3 separate regions of the Mus musculus genome follow, and all the other regions are linked to region 2. Evidence: chromatin contacts called from public Hi-C and HiChIP or PLAC-seq data. All regions are on one chromosome and are shown on one strand. Each heading gives the region's core, a stretch centred on a gene start, on an enhancer-like site or on the middle of the called end of the contact. The rest is flanking DNA. Distances are from core to core; before and after follow the strand shown. Region 1 has its middle 11 kb from the start of Gm40434. Region 2 holds the start of Nemf (nuclear export mediator factor). Region 3 holds the start of 5830428M24Rik (RIKEN cDNA 5830428M24 gene).

What was found. A called contact is a pair of places that touch in the nucleus more often than the background predicts. HiChIP or PLAC-seq counts read pairs in DNA pulled down with a chosen protein or histone mark.
Region 1: a contact with region 2 is called in an H3K27ac HiChIP or PLAC-seq map of embryonic fibroblasts, with 16 read pairs. The contact joins the enhancer-like site here to the promoter of Nemf in region 2. A contact is called at or near these places in 6 of 39 promoter capture datasets (the C10 cell line, HPC-7-derived erythroid cells, liver and 2 more), 2 of 15 datasets of contacts at CTCF or cohesin (the NIH/3T3 cell line and pro-B cells), 52 of 484 Hi-C or Micro-C datasets (the AtT-20 cell line, B cells, the Ba/F3 cell line and 40 more), 24 of 115 datasets of contacts at active chromatin or transcription factors (the 230-238 cell line, CD8 T cells, the HPC-7 cell line and 19 more) and 5 of 9 other capture datasets (adipose tissue, bone marrow-derived macrophages, liver and 2 more).
Region 3: a contact with region 2 is called in a Hi-C map of B cells, with 28 read pairs. The contact joins the promoter of 5830428M24Rik here to the promoter of Nemf in region 2. A contact is called at or near these places in 7 of 39 promoter capture datasets (the C10 cell line, the HPC-7 cell line, HPC-7-derived erythroid cells and 5 more), 1 of 15 datasets of contacts at CTCF or cohesin (pro-B cells), 15 of 484 Hi-C or Micro-C datasets (the AtT-20 cell line, B cells, CD4 T cells and 12 more), 14 of 115 datasets of contacts at active chromatin or transcription factors (CD8 T cells, the HPC-7 cell line, Th17 cells and 9 more) and 4 of 9 other capture datasets (adipose tissue, bone marrow-derived macrophages, liver and 1 more).

Annotation. Positions count from the first base shown.
Region 1 is chr12:69,449,317-69,452,901 of GRCm38.p6, reverse strand. No RefSeq gene overlaps it. Among named protein-coding and RNA genes, the nearest start is that of Gm40434, 11 kb to the left of the region's middle. Within about 2 kb of position 1,586, at least 88 of the 459 cell types and tissues checked have an H3K27ac peak or open chromatin away from gene starts, as enhancers often do. A contact at or near this core is called in the C2C12 cell line, the C3H10T1/2 cell line, the MNK3 cell line and 9 more, where this site is marked.
Region 2 is chr12:69,355,634-69,359,248 of GRCm38.p6, reverse strand. Nemf (nuclear export mediator factor) reads left to right here and starts at 2,073. Exons shown (of 33, transcript NM_025441.3): 1 at 2,073-2,198; 2 at 2,902-2,970; 3 at 3,117-3,219. The coding sequence starts at 2,140.
Region 3 is chr12:69,474,102-69,477,535 of GRCm38.p6, reverse strand. 5830428M24Rik (RIKEN cDNA 5830428M24 gene) reads left to right here and starts at 1,986. Exons shown (of 5, transcript NR_038060.1): 1 at 1,986-2,048; 2 at 2,993-3,040.

The DNA.
Region 1 (3,585 bases), core at 337-2,836, 94 kb before region 2:
CTTACAATGAAACAATGCTCTGGTACTTCTGGGTCCACACATTTAGTGCACTGGCAATACCTTCGACTCTCACCTGGAAGCCTGCACGTGGAAAGAAGTCCAACCATATGGAGGTCACCATGCTACGCAGAAACCCAAGCTAAAGGGAGAGAGGGAGGCCTAGGCAGTCGAATGGAGGCACCAGATAGCCAAGTAAAGAAGTCTTTTTTATTTTGTTTTGTTTTGTTGTTTTGTTTGTGAGTGTTGAGACCCCAACTGACACTCTATAAGCAGAACCATCCAGCTGCATCCAACTCAAACTGTAGAATTCTGGGAAGTGATATTAACTGGAGTTAAGCCACTTGGTTTTGACGGCGGCTAATTCTGTAGCGATGGCTGAATGAGCCGTCTCTGCAGCCGCCTTCACATGCCTGCCTGCCTTCTGCTCCATGTCCCCACCATGCCGGCTTGTAGGCCCCGGCTCCTCCATGCTACCTCTCTCCACTCCTCTTGTCCAGCTAGAATCTCCTTTCTCAGCTTTCCTTTCTGTCCACCCAACTTCATCTCCACTTCTGCTTTGCCTCTTGTCGCTCCCACAGCTTCCCACGACAACCTCAAGGATGCTGTGAACGTTTCTTCATGCAGCTGTCTCCCCAACACCAAACTGGGATGTGCTCTCTGGGTGTATTCTGCATCTTCTGCAACACCAAGACTCACTTCTGGTGGAAGTGTGAGCAAGACCCTCAACTTCCAGCCCAGGTTCTCAGAATCAGTTGGGGGTCACATTTGGTTGTCTAACAGAACCCTGCCCCTACTGGATTAATTAGCTAGCTGCTCAATCGTTTCTGTTTTGGGTTTTGTTTTGTTTTTTCCTGCCCCACTATCCTTCACATGTGTCTTTCTTCTTTGTGGTTACCTCAAGGCTACAACATGGTGTCTTTGTCGCTAGCCTCACACGCATGTCCCAGATAGGAAGAAGCCACAAATGCCAGGTTTCATATCTAGAAAGCACCGCTTTCCAGGACTCCTCAGAAGATTTCCACACTTTACAATAGCCAGAACCATATTACAAGGACATCCACAGCTAAGCAGAGTCCAGAGCAAACACCTAGGAGAGCCTCAAGTTTGACCTGGAAACACTCCGTACCTGCATCTGTCTGTCTGACTGTGGGGACCAAGGAGAAAATAGATGAATACTGACTATCAGTGTCTACCTCATTGTCCACCTCTAAAATAGGGTCAGAAACTCCCTTGACTAGCTGTTTGAACTTCAGAGAGACCGTGGGCAAACCTTCTTAGTAACAGAGGCATACATAGCAGCACACAGGGAAAGATATGATGTTCTTACAGTTTCGGAAGCAGCCTTTAGCCAGGAGTTTTCCTAGAGGAGCAGAAGACACACTGTAGAGACACACTTCTGCCTCTGTGTAATTCTTTCACAAATGAATTTACTTCTTGGTTAATAGATCTTTTCTTGATAATCTATTGACCCAACCGTTAATAAATCCAGCTGTCATGTGACACATGGAAAACAAGACTTGGAGAGGCACAAAGGACAGATTGGCAGTTTGGATGCTCTGTGGCTCCAGGGCTGCATATTTCTTCTCTGATTCATGGAAAAGTACACAGTACATAGACGTCAGCCATGGTTTTAAAAAATCTCAGACCGGAGAGTTTAAGAGTCAAGTCCGAAGGTCTTTGTTGCCATGGGCTAAAAAGCTCGCCTGGAAGGCAGCTAGTGGAAAAGCTTAGGAACGCCCTTTATAGCTGCAGCTTCCCCTACCACAGCTGCTTCTTAAAGGAAATGAGTGAAGACTTCTGTACGATTTTTTTTCCTTGCTAGGGAAGAGTGCAAGATGACTTTAAAAGTGAGCTCACTGGCTCACACTCCTAAAGTGTTCAAAGTAGAGTTTCACTTCTGATGGCTCCGATTGCTCAAATGAAGGATAGAAGGATAGCTGTACTCCTAGACATGTTGCTCTGTGGACAGGTCCCAGGAAGCCTCAGGATGAGAGCCCAGCAGAAAGAAGAGGCCCTGCCCCATATACTTCTTCTTCTTCTTCTTTTTAAAGTAAATTCATTAATTAAAAAAGAATAAAAAAGAAAAAAAAAAAAAGGCCTCCCAAACTAGTCCAAACTGAAGCACAAGCTTACCCAAGAATCAATTACCAATCACTGTGCAATTATGTTTTTCTTATTGGCCAGACAGGGCCACTGCCTACCTTATAGCCCAGGTAGGCTACATAAGCTGTAAGTAGGTGAAAGCTCGCCTGCTGAAATATAGTCAGGACGTTCCAGTGAGCGGGAGAGCCAGCTAAGACCAGCCCTGCAAAAGTGCCAGGACTGGTTAGATATAGACGCAACCGGAACTAGAAATACCACCGTAACACAGAGGCTGGGGAGATGGTTCAATTGTTAAAGATTTGTTGTACAAACAGAAGGACCTGCATTCCGATCTCCAACATTCATTTCAATGTCACGCCAGCTCGGAAAGGGCAGAGATGGCACTTCTTGGGAGACAGAAAGCCAGCCAGTCTAGCCAAATCAGTGTGAGCCAGGCTCGGTGAGAGAAACTGTTTCGAAAATAAGGTCTAGAGTGACTGAAGAGGAGCCTGACTTCTCCGCATGTATGTGCACATGTGTACACACACACCATACCATAAAAATACCAGTGACACCCTTTTTTAAATTATTTATTTTTATTTTAGGTGCATTAGTGTTTGAGGGCGTCACATTCCCTGGAACTGGAGTTGCAGACATTAATGAGCCGCCATGTGGTTGCTGGGAAATGAACTCAGGACTTCTGGAAGAGCAACCAGTGCTCTTAACTACTGAGCCATCTCTCCAGCCTGACACCCTTTTTTCAATGTCAATATTCAGCCCATGTTTCAGGTCCATTTCAAATGTCAGCACAGATGAATCTCCCTAGTAAGATCAATTTTTCCATCAATGATTTTTTTGTTTTTCTCCCACGATGTATGTCACATCTTCCTGTGTGTTATGGAGAGCCGTGCAGCCAGTTATTGATTTGTCCTCACTCAGCTTTGGAAAGGACTCCCCGCAGTCAGAGCTGGGCAACCTCACATTCAACACCAGCAGCCTGAGGATGAGGGCTGCTGGCTGCTGGCTCTGCCCTAATGTAACCAGACCTGGGAATGTAAGAATTGCAAGACAGAAGGGAAGAACTCACACAACTTCCCCCAGAAGCATCTTTTGGGGATATGCCTCAGAATGGTATAGTTGAGTCTTGAAGTAGAACGATTCCTAACCTTCTGAGAAACCACCAAATTGACTTCCAGAGTGGTTGTACCAGTTGGCGATCCCACAGCAATGGAGGAGTGATCCCCTTGCTACACAACCTCACCAGCATGTGCAGTCCTTTGAGGTTTTGATCTTAGCCATTCTGACTGGTGTGAGGTGGAACCTCAGGGTCGTTTTGATTTGCATTTCCCTGATGACTAAGGATGTTGTACATTTCTTTAGGTGCGTCTCGGTCATTCAGGATTCTTCTGTTGAGAATTTTGTTTAGCTCTGCACCCCGTTTTTTAAATTGGGTTATTTGGATTGTTGGTGTCTAGCTTCTTGAGTTCTTTATATATTTTGGAT
Region 2 (3,615 bases), core at 824-3,323:
CTTTATAGTTGGGGGGGGGTCACCACAGCATGAGAAACTATTAAAGGGTTACAACATTAGGAAAGTTGAGAACTACTGGCCCAGCCCATCTGATCCCAGCTTTTTTATCTGTATGTCTGTCTTTTTCTTCGTGTTCTTACTGCCCTAGTCAGGTCCATCCCTGGATGCTATGCACAGACACTGCGTTGTATTGTTTATATCTCTACACGTATGGCTGGTGTAACAGTAATAGAAACCATTTACAGAAGCACTGAAGCTCCATGAGCCCCAGAGCTCCACACTTGACTCAGAGGAAGACTGATAAGAGCTGAAAAAGATTCAGATCTGTTGCTCTCTTCTGAAACATGGTTGTACTTTGATTTTAAATATCCTACAATTTTCTATCAATTTCCCCATGTCCAAGACTCTGTATATGTTTTGGCTGTACATTTAGCCTTCTACTTGTATTTAGGATAGAATAAAAAACTGATGCTTACTACAAAATGCTGTGTTTTAGATCCCTTTCGAGTGCTGGAAGCTTGGTGCCAGGTGTAGCGGTGAAAGCCTTTAAAAATCAGAAATGCTATTGTTCTTGAGAGAAACCAGTTTCACTCATGAAGAAGCTATCATAAGAAGAAGCCTGGCGCGTGCACCCCTGCTGCTTCCGTCTCACCTCGGAACTGCCCCCTCTCTTTCCATGTGCTTCCCTCAAGATGCTGGAATGTAGCAGGGGGGCTGCCCTTGTTAGATTGAAATAGATGTGGCTACTCAGTTTCAGAGTTCCAGCTGCTAAAACTGTGAACTTTGTACATTGTTTAACTGTTGGTATTTTGTTACAACAATAGAAACTAGATTAACACATTTGCCAACATTAAAGGTTTATGATCTATCTGGGCATGATAGTATGTACCTGCAATTCCAATACCAATGAGGCTGGAATCAGAGGGAGACTGAGGACAGCCTGGCTTATAGGGTGAGTTTAGACTAACCTTGACTATATAGCATGCCCTGTCTCAAAAGCAGAGTAATTACAAAAATCCTTATGTTTTTAGATATACAAATTTGACACTTTCCCTGCTTTCTTTTGCTTTTTTGGTCACCCATTCTAAGAACTTATAGCGATGTGAATGCTAATGACTTTAAACTTTTAAATACATGTTTCACTGATTTTAAAATTCCTCCAGTTTCTAAATGTGTTGGTAATTTCAGCACTCAAAAAGGCAGAGACAAGAAAATTCAGAGTTCTAAGGTGTCCTGGGCTACATAGAAAGACCCTGTATCAAAAATGACCATGACAACCACCCCCCCACACACACACACCTTCCACTGTCCAAAACTAGTAGATTTTTGTTCTTAGTTTTAGATTTGTTTATTACTAACATTAGAACTTTTAAAAAGAAAAATTTAGACGAATTAACTATCGTATATTTGAACCCTGAATAATTTATGTATGAATTGGTAGCATGCAGAACTTGAAGCAGTTTAGAGAACGCTGGGGTGTGGGAGGAGAACTTTTTCTCCTTCTCCCATGGGAACTCTTACTTTATTTTTATCTGACATCTTTACTTAGTGAATTTTTGAGTATTTGAGGTGCCAAGAATTTATGAAACTCGGGCTATATAGAACCCCACCCCATTCAACTTGAATGAGAATTCTACAGTATGCCGCAGAATCCTATTTCGGAGAGTAGTACCCAGCAAAATAGGAACCCATCTCTACGGCTTGTCAGAGTCAGGGAAAACCAACCGTTGGTTTTTGTCTAGTCTCAAATTCGCGTTTAGAAAGACCCCTTGCTCTTCCATCCTGAGCGATAGCGCCTTCCTGGGGCAACTGATTAATGGTTAATGACCTACAGGATCCTAATGGAGACCCATTTTAATCCCCAAACAAGGGGACGGGATTAACCCGGTCATTGTTCAAGGAAAGGACGCAGTTTCGAGAAGGTAGTTAGTTCTATGTCGAGTTTTTTTTACACAGTGAAAAAAATAATTGATCATGATTTGACAACAAACTTCGGTTAAATAGCGCACTTTCACTATAAGTAATATTGGGTCATTTGGGTTGCCGTAGACACAAGCCAAGCGCTCATGCGCAGAAGCATAGTGGTCCTGCGTCGGCTCAGTCCCTGAAAGGACTGCGGTAGCGACACGCAGCCTAGCCATGAAGAGCCGGTTCAGCACGGTTGACCTCCGCGCAGTGCTCGCGGAACTGAATGCGAGGTATGGTGGTGGGAGTGGACAGGCTCGTTCACAGCAGAGGGAGCGGAGGCCGGGCACCGGGTGGTCGCGAGACGGAGAGCCTCACGGTCGTCCCGGTGCCTCGGGGATTCTCTAGGCCTGGGGGCCGAGCCCGGGGCCGGTGCCCCCGGGAGACACCCCCCCCCCCCCCCCCCCCGGGGACCGTGCCTGATGCTGCATCTCCCTGGCGCTGATTCCGAGAGGTCTTGCCGGGGTGGCCTGAGTCCCGCAGCGAGCGTTTGGTAGAACGGGAGTGATCGTCTTTGCTCCAGACTGGCGGCCTGGCTTCTTCAGAATTCCCGTCCTTCTTCCCAAAGAGAAGTAGCAGGGCCTTCCAGCTGAAATGGGCAGATTTGGACCTGTGTCCTGGACTTGTCGCCTATTCAGCTGTGTGAGCTTTGTCGCATTTTCGGGGACTCGGCTACTTCCTCCGCTCCGAATAAGTCATTTAGACTTAATTTTACTGTATTTACACCCCCCACCCCACCCCAGCACTAGTAGTCTGGTGTTACTGAGATCAACAGGCCACTTTTGTGCTTAAAAGTCTACATTTAATTTGAGGATACCTTTATAGGCGGTGGAGGTATCTTAGCGGAAGAGTTCCTTTTCCACAACACCAATAAATGATGGAAAGTTTTGCTTCAACCAAGAACAATGATTTGTTATATGTTTCTTTTTTTTTCAGCTTGCTAGGAATGAGAGTAAACAACGTTTATGATGTGGATAACAAGACATATCTTATTCGGCTTCAAAAGTAAGAATATTTTATAAGATTGTTTTTGGTAAATTATGATATATATATATATATATATATCCTGCATTTTAGGTTTTGTTTTTTTAAATTCAGAGAATAAGTTTTGGCAAATTCCCTAAAGAAAAATTTGGCTTTCTCTTGAACAGACCTGATTTTAAAGCTACACTGTTACTTGAGTCTGGTATACGTATTCATACAACAGAATTTGAGTGGCCTAAGAACATGATGCCGTCGAGTTTTGCCATGAAGGTAAATTTTAAGTTTGGAGCTAATTTTTAAAACTCCATTTATCTATCTATTTATCATGTATGTATGTATGTGTGTGTGTGTGTGTGTCTGTGTAGGTGGAAACAACAAACAGGTACAACTTGGGGCTCTCAAGTGAATGTCAGAAGACAACCTGGGGGGGAGTCAGTTTTGCTGTGAGATGAGGGGTCAGGGGTAAGATCCAACTTAAATCCCCAGACTTGATCCATGTGCCTTAATCTGCTGACCTGGAACTTGCTTCATTGTTGTTGTTGTTGTTGTTGTTGATCCATGTGCCTTAATCTGCTGACCTGGAACTTGCTTCATTGTTGTTGTTGTTGTTGTTGTTGTTTGTTGTTGTTGTTGTTGTTTCGTTGTTGTTGTTGTTGTTTCATTGTT
Region 3 (3,434 bases), core at 737-3,236, 120 kb before region 2:
GTGATGATGGGAAGCCACTTGTCCAAACAACAGGAGTAGCAGGAGTAGCAGGAGTAGCGGGTCTCTCTATCTGGCCTGACAACTGACCAGGATTTAGGATTTAGGACTATAATCTGTTCTCTCATTGTTGAAGATCTAGGACTGTAAAATCGAGGACTACTGAGCACTACAATTGGAAGGACATTGCCCTTAAGGTCATTTTCAATTTGTTTGTTTGCTTGCTGGCTGGCTGGCTTGTATTTTAAGACAGGATTTCTTTGTGTAGCCCTGGCTGTCCTGAAACTCGATCTGTAGACCAAGGAAGTCTTCAACTCACAGAGATCTACCCACCTCTGCCTCCCTAATGCTGGCATTAAAAGCGTGTGCCACCACTGCCCAGCCATTTTCAAAAAAATTAAAAAGGGCTTCGCTCCCCTTGCCCCACACATCCTGCTAAGGAAGCAAGCAAAGAGAGCAGGCATCCAAACAATCCATGAGCCAACATCCCTGGGCTGCCCTCCCCACTGAGCTCCGTGGCGACTTCCCCTGTTGAATGCAGGAACCAATTTGCAGGCCTTCAGAGTGTGCGCCTCCCCAGCGTCCTGCTCCAGGATGCAAAGCCAGACTGCACCTGCGCCCCACGGGGACCGGCAGCTGCTGGGCGATCCTGACTGCCCCGCTGCATCAGGGCTCCTGGCCGGCAGCGGAGCTTCACGGGCTCCTGGCCTGAGGTCCACCCCAGCCCCAGCCACTGCCCCAGGCCGCTGCCCCGGGAGCCACCCCTTGTTTTCATAAAACACACGCTGCCTCTTTGGTCACATTTGCCAGTTCCCATGGGCGTTTTCTGTTTTGAGCCAACAAGGGATGCAGAATTAAGTGACTCTGAGCTGCAAATTCGGTTCATTGGGGGCCTCCCCGCTGCTGTAGCCTTATTCTGGAGAGGTGCCTTGGCGAGGTACCATGTAAACGTTTCTCTAAGGCTAGAGCCTGTGTTCTTCCTTTCCATTCTGAGAAGCTAAAGCTGTTTAAAACAACAACAACCACAACAACAAACAAACAAACAAACAAAAACAAAACAAACAAACAAACCCAGTAGCTTCCCCAGCACTCCCAAGGGACCAGTTGAACCACACCCCCCTTTTTCTCCTCTAAAATAGATGAAGCCACAAACCGAAGCCCTCTGGTTGCTTCTGCCAACTCCAAATGTGCCCAGACCCACAAAAACCAAAAGTGGACTCTCTCCAGGAACTGGGGGTGGGGGATGGAGGTGGAGGAAAAACAGGGAGGGACTCAACAGTCCACGCCTGCATCTAACAAAAAGCAAGAAAGGCGGACAGCAAGGGGTATCTGACCCACAAAGAGCTTCAAAACGCTGTACCAAGTACATATCCAATCCCACTCACCAATGGACCAGAGAATGAACTGGCACTTAAAAACGACTGCTAGATAATTTCCTAAAATACAGTCCAAAAGACATTAACTAGGCCTTTGAGGTTATAAATAGGTATTAAATGAAAAGAGTCGTGGTCAGAATCGTGCTGGGTTTAGGAAAAGGTGGGTTCTATAGGAGAACAGGATTTGCAATAGGACTTCTTAGACCCTTAATATATAAGTATGTTTTAAGTCACCAAAAAATGGGTTAGAGTATGTAGTTTCCTGAGTTTAATTGACCTTGGGTTTCTTTGTCGTTGATGGGTTTTTTGGGGGGAGTGGGTGGGGTTCCTGTTAGATGGACCTCACCTTGGGCGACTTAAGTATACTGTGTCCTCTGGAGCACTCTTGGTTGTTTAATTGGTTGATTAGGGGTTTGTTGGGGTTTTGTTTTGTTTCAGAACAGGCTCTCCCTATTGAGCCCAAGCTGTCCCTAGTTCGGTCTCCAAGGTGCATCCAGTCCCAGTTTGCTCTTACATTTTACTGAACTGAAACCTTAAGAACTCAGGCAAACATTATGTGAACGCAACAGGAAGTTGGCTGTAGATACAGGAAGCCGCTGCTAAGGTGGCCTCAGAGAGGAACCGGTGTGGTGAACTCCTGGCATGCGCAGGTGACAAGAGGTTCCGCAGGGTAAGGTAAAAACCCAACAGCCTGGCCGGGGCCTTTGGCTTGCACTGCTCACGGAACCAAAAACAGCCTAGGTGGCTGAGAGATGTGTGTGTGTGTGTGTGTGTGTGTGTGTGTGTGTGTGTGTGTGTGTGTGAAATTATTCAGATACTGACAGATGGACTGGTGGTCTCCTCTCTGCTGGCCTGGCACCCTCGACGTGGAAAGTCCCGCCTCGGGAGCTGGGTCACGGGCAGCTACAGTGAAGTACTGGAAATAAAAGCCCCAGACAGCTATAATAGCAGTGAGTCACAGCAAACCAGGAGCCATCAGGTGCTCAGGAGGGACACTGAAGCCAGGAGGCTGAGCTGAGCTAGCAGAGCTAGCCAGGAGCAGGACACCCCTGTGGCGAGAAGCACAAAGAGTGGAGTGTTCCAGTCAGAAATATCAGGTTTCTCAACGTGGAAGCTGGGGCTGGGCACACGAACTCAGGCTTTGCTCCAAGGTCGGCGGAGGGAGGGGGCACAAAACCCTGCCTAGTTCTACCCTGGAGGGTGCCAAGCCAACACCCTCATTCCTCTCAGGGCACTGGCAGGGACTGCAGGGGCCATGAGGACCCTGTTGCTTCCTGAGTAAAACTGGGTGACAATCCAGTGGCCATCAGGGTCCCAGCCCCCCCTCCCCCCATCCCACCCCATTCTACCCCCTTTCGGAGCTTAAACCTCTGGGCTCTGCCTTCAGAGGCTCTGTGCTCTGAAGCCCCTCCCTGAGCCGTTTATAAACTGTTGGCTCTTAAAACATTTTCTAGCTTAGCTGGACGAGCTAGTGCCTGAGGTCCTGCCCTTGAGACCACAGTTCCAAAGACAGAAAAGATGGGGGTCCCTAACCCCGAGTTATTCAGATCTGGTAGCCTTGGAGAATCCTATCTCGAGGCTGCTACACTTGGGTAATTTTTTTTTCCTCTCTCTCACAGGTCACAGGCTTATTAAACTTGGATGACAGTAAACCGATGACTAACTGGGTAATTAAAACCACGAGCCTAGGCTCTCTGGGGGCCTGTTCTCTAGGCCAGTGCCCCTCATCTTCCCCTCAGCAGAACGGCCTTTGTGGATTTGAAACCCTCCATGGCGACCCCACCTCCTCTCAAGGCTGTTCCTCTTGTTTGTCCGAAGCTTCATCCCATCTCCCTCCCCGTTCTGTAAGGATGGAGGAAATCGAACCCTTTAGCTGAAGCCCAGCCCATACTCCCTCCTGCTTGACTAAAGTTACTAAGCCCTTCCTGCCAGGAGGCGCTTAGCTCTTTCTGTTCCATGGAACTTTGGCTTCAAGCGCCCAGAGCCTCCCAGTTCCTCATGAGAGTGAGTTGGGAACTTCAAAGTGACAAGCCCCAGCTGAGAAACCCCTGAGTTGCTTCA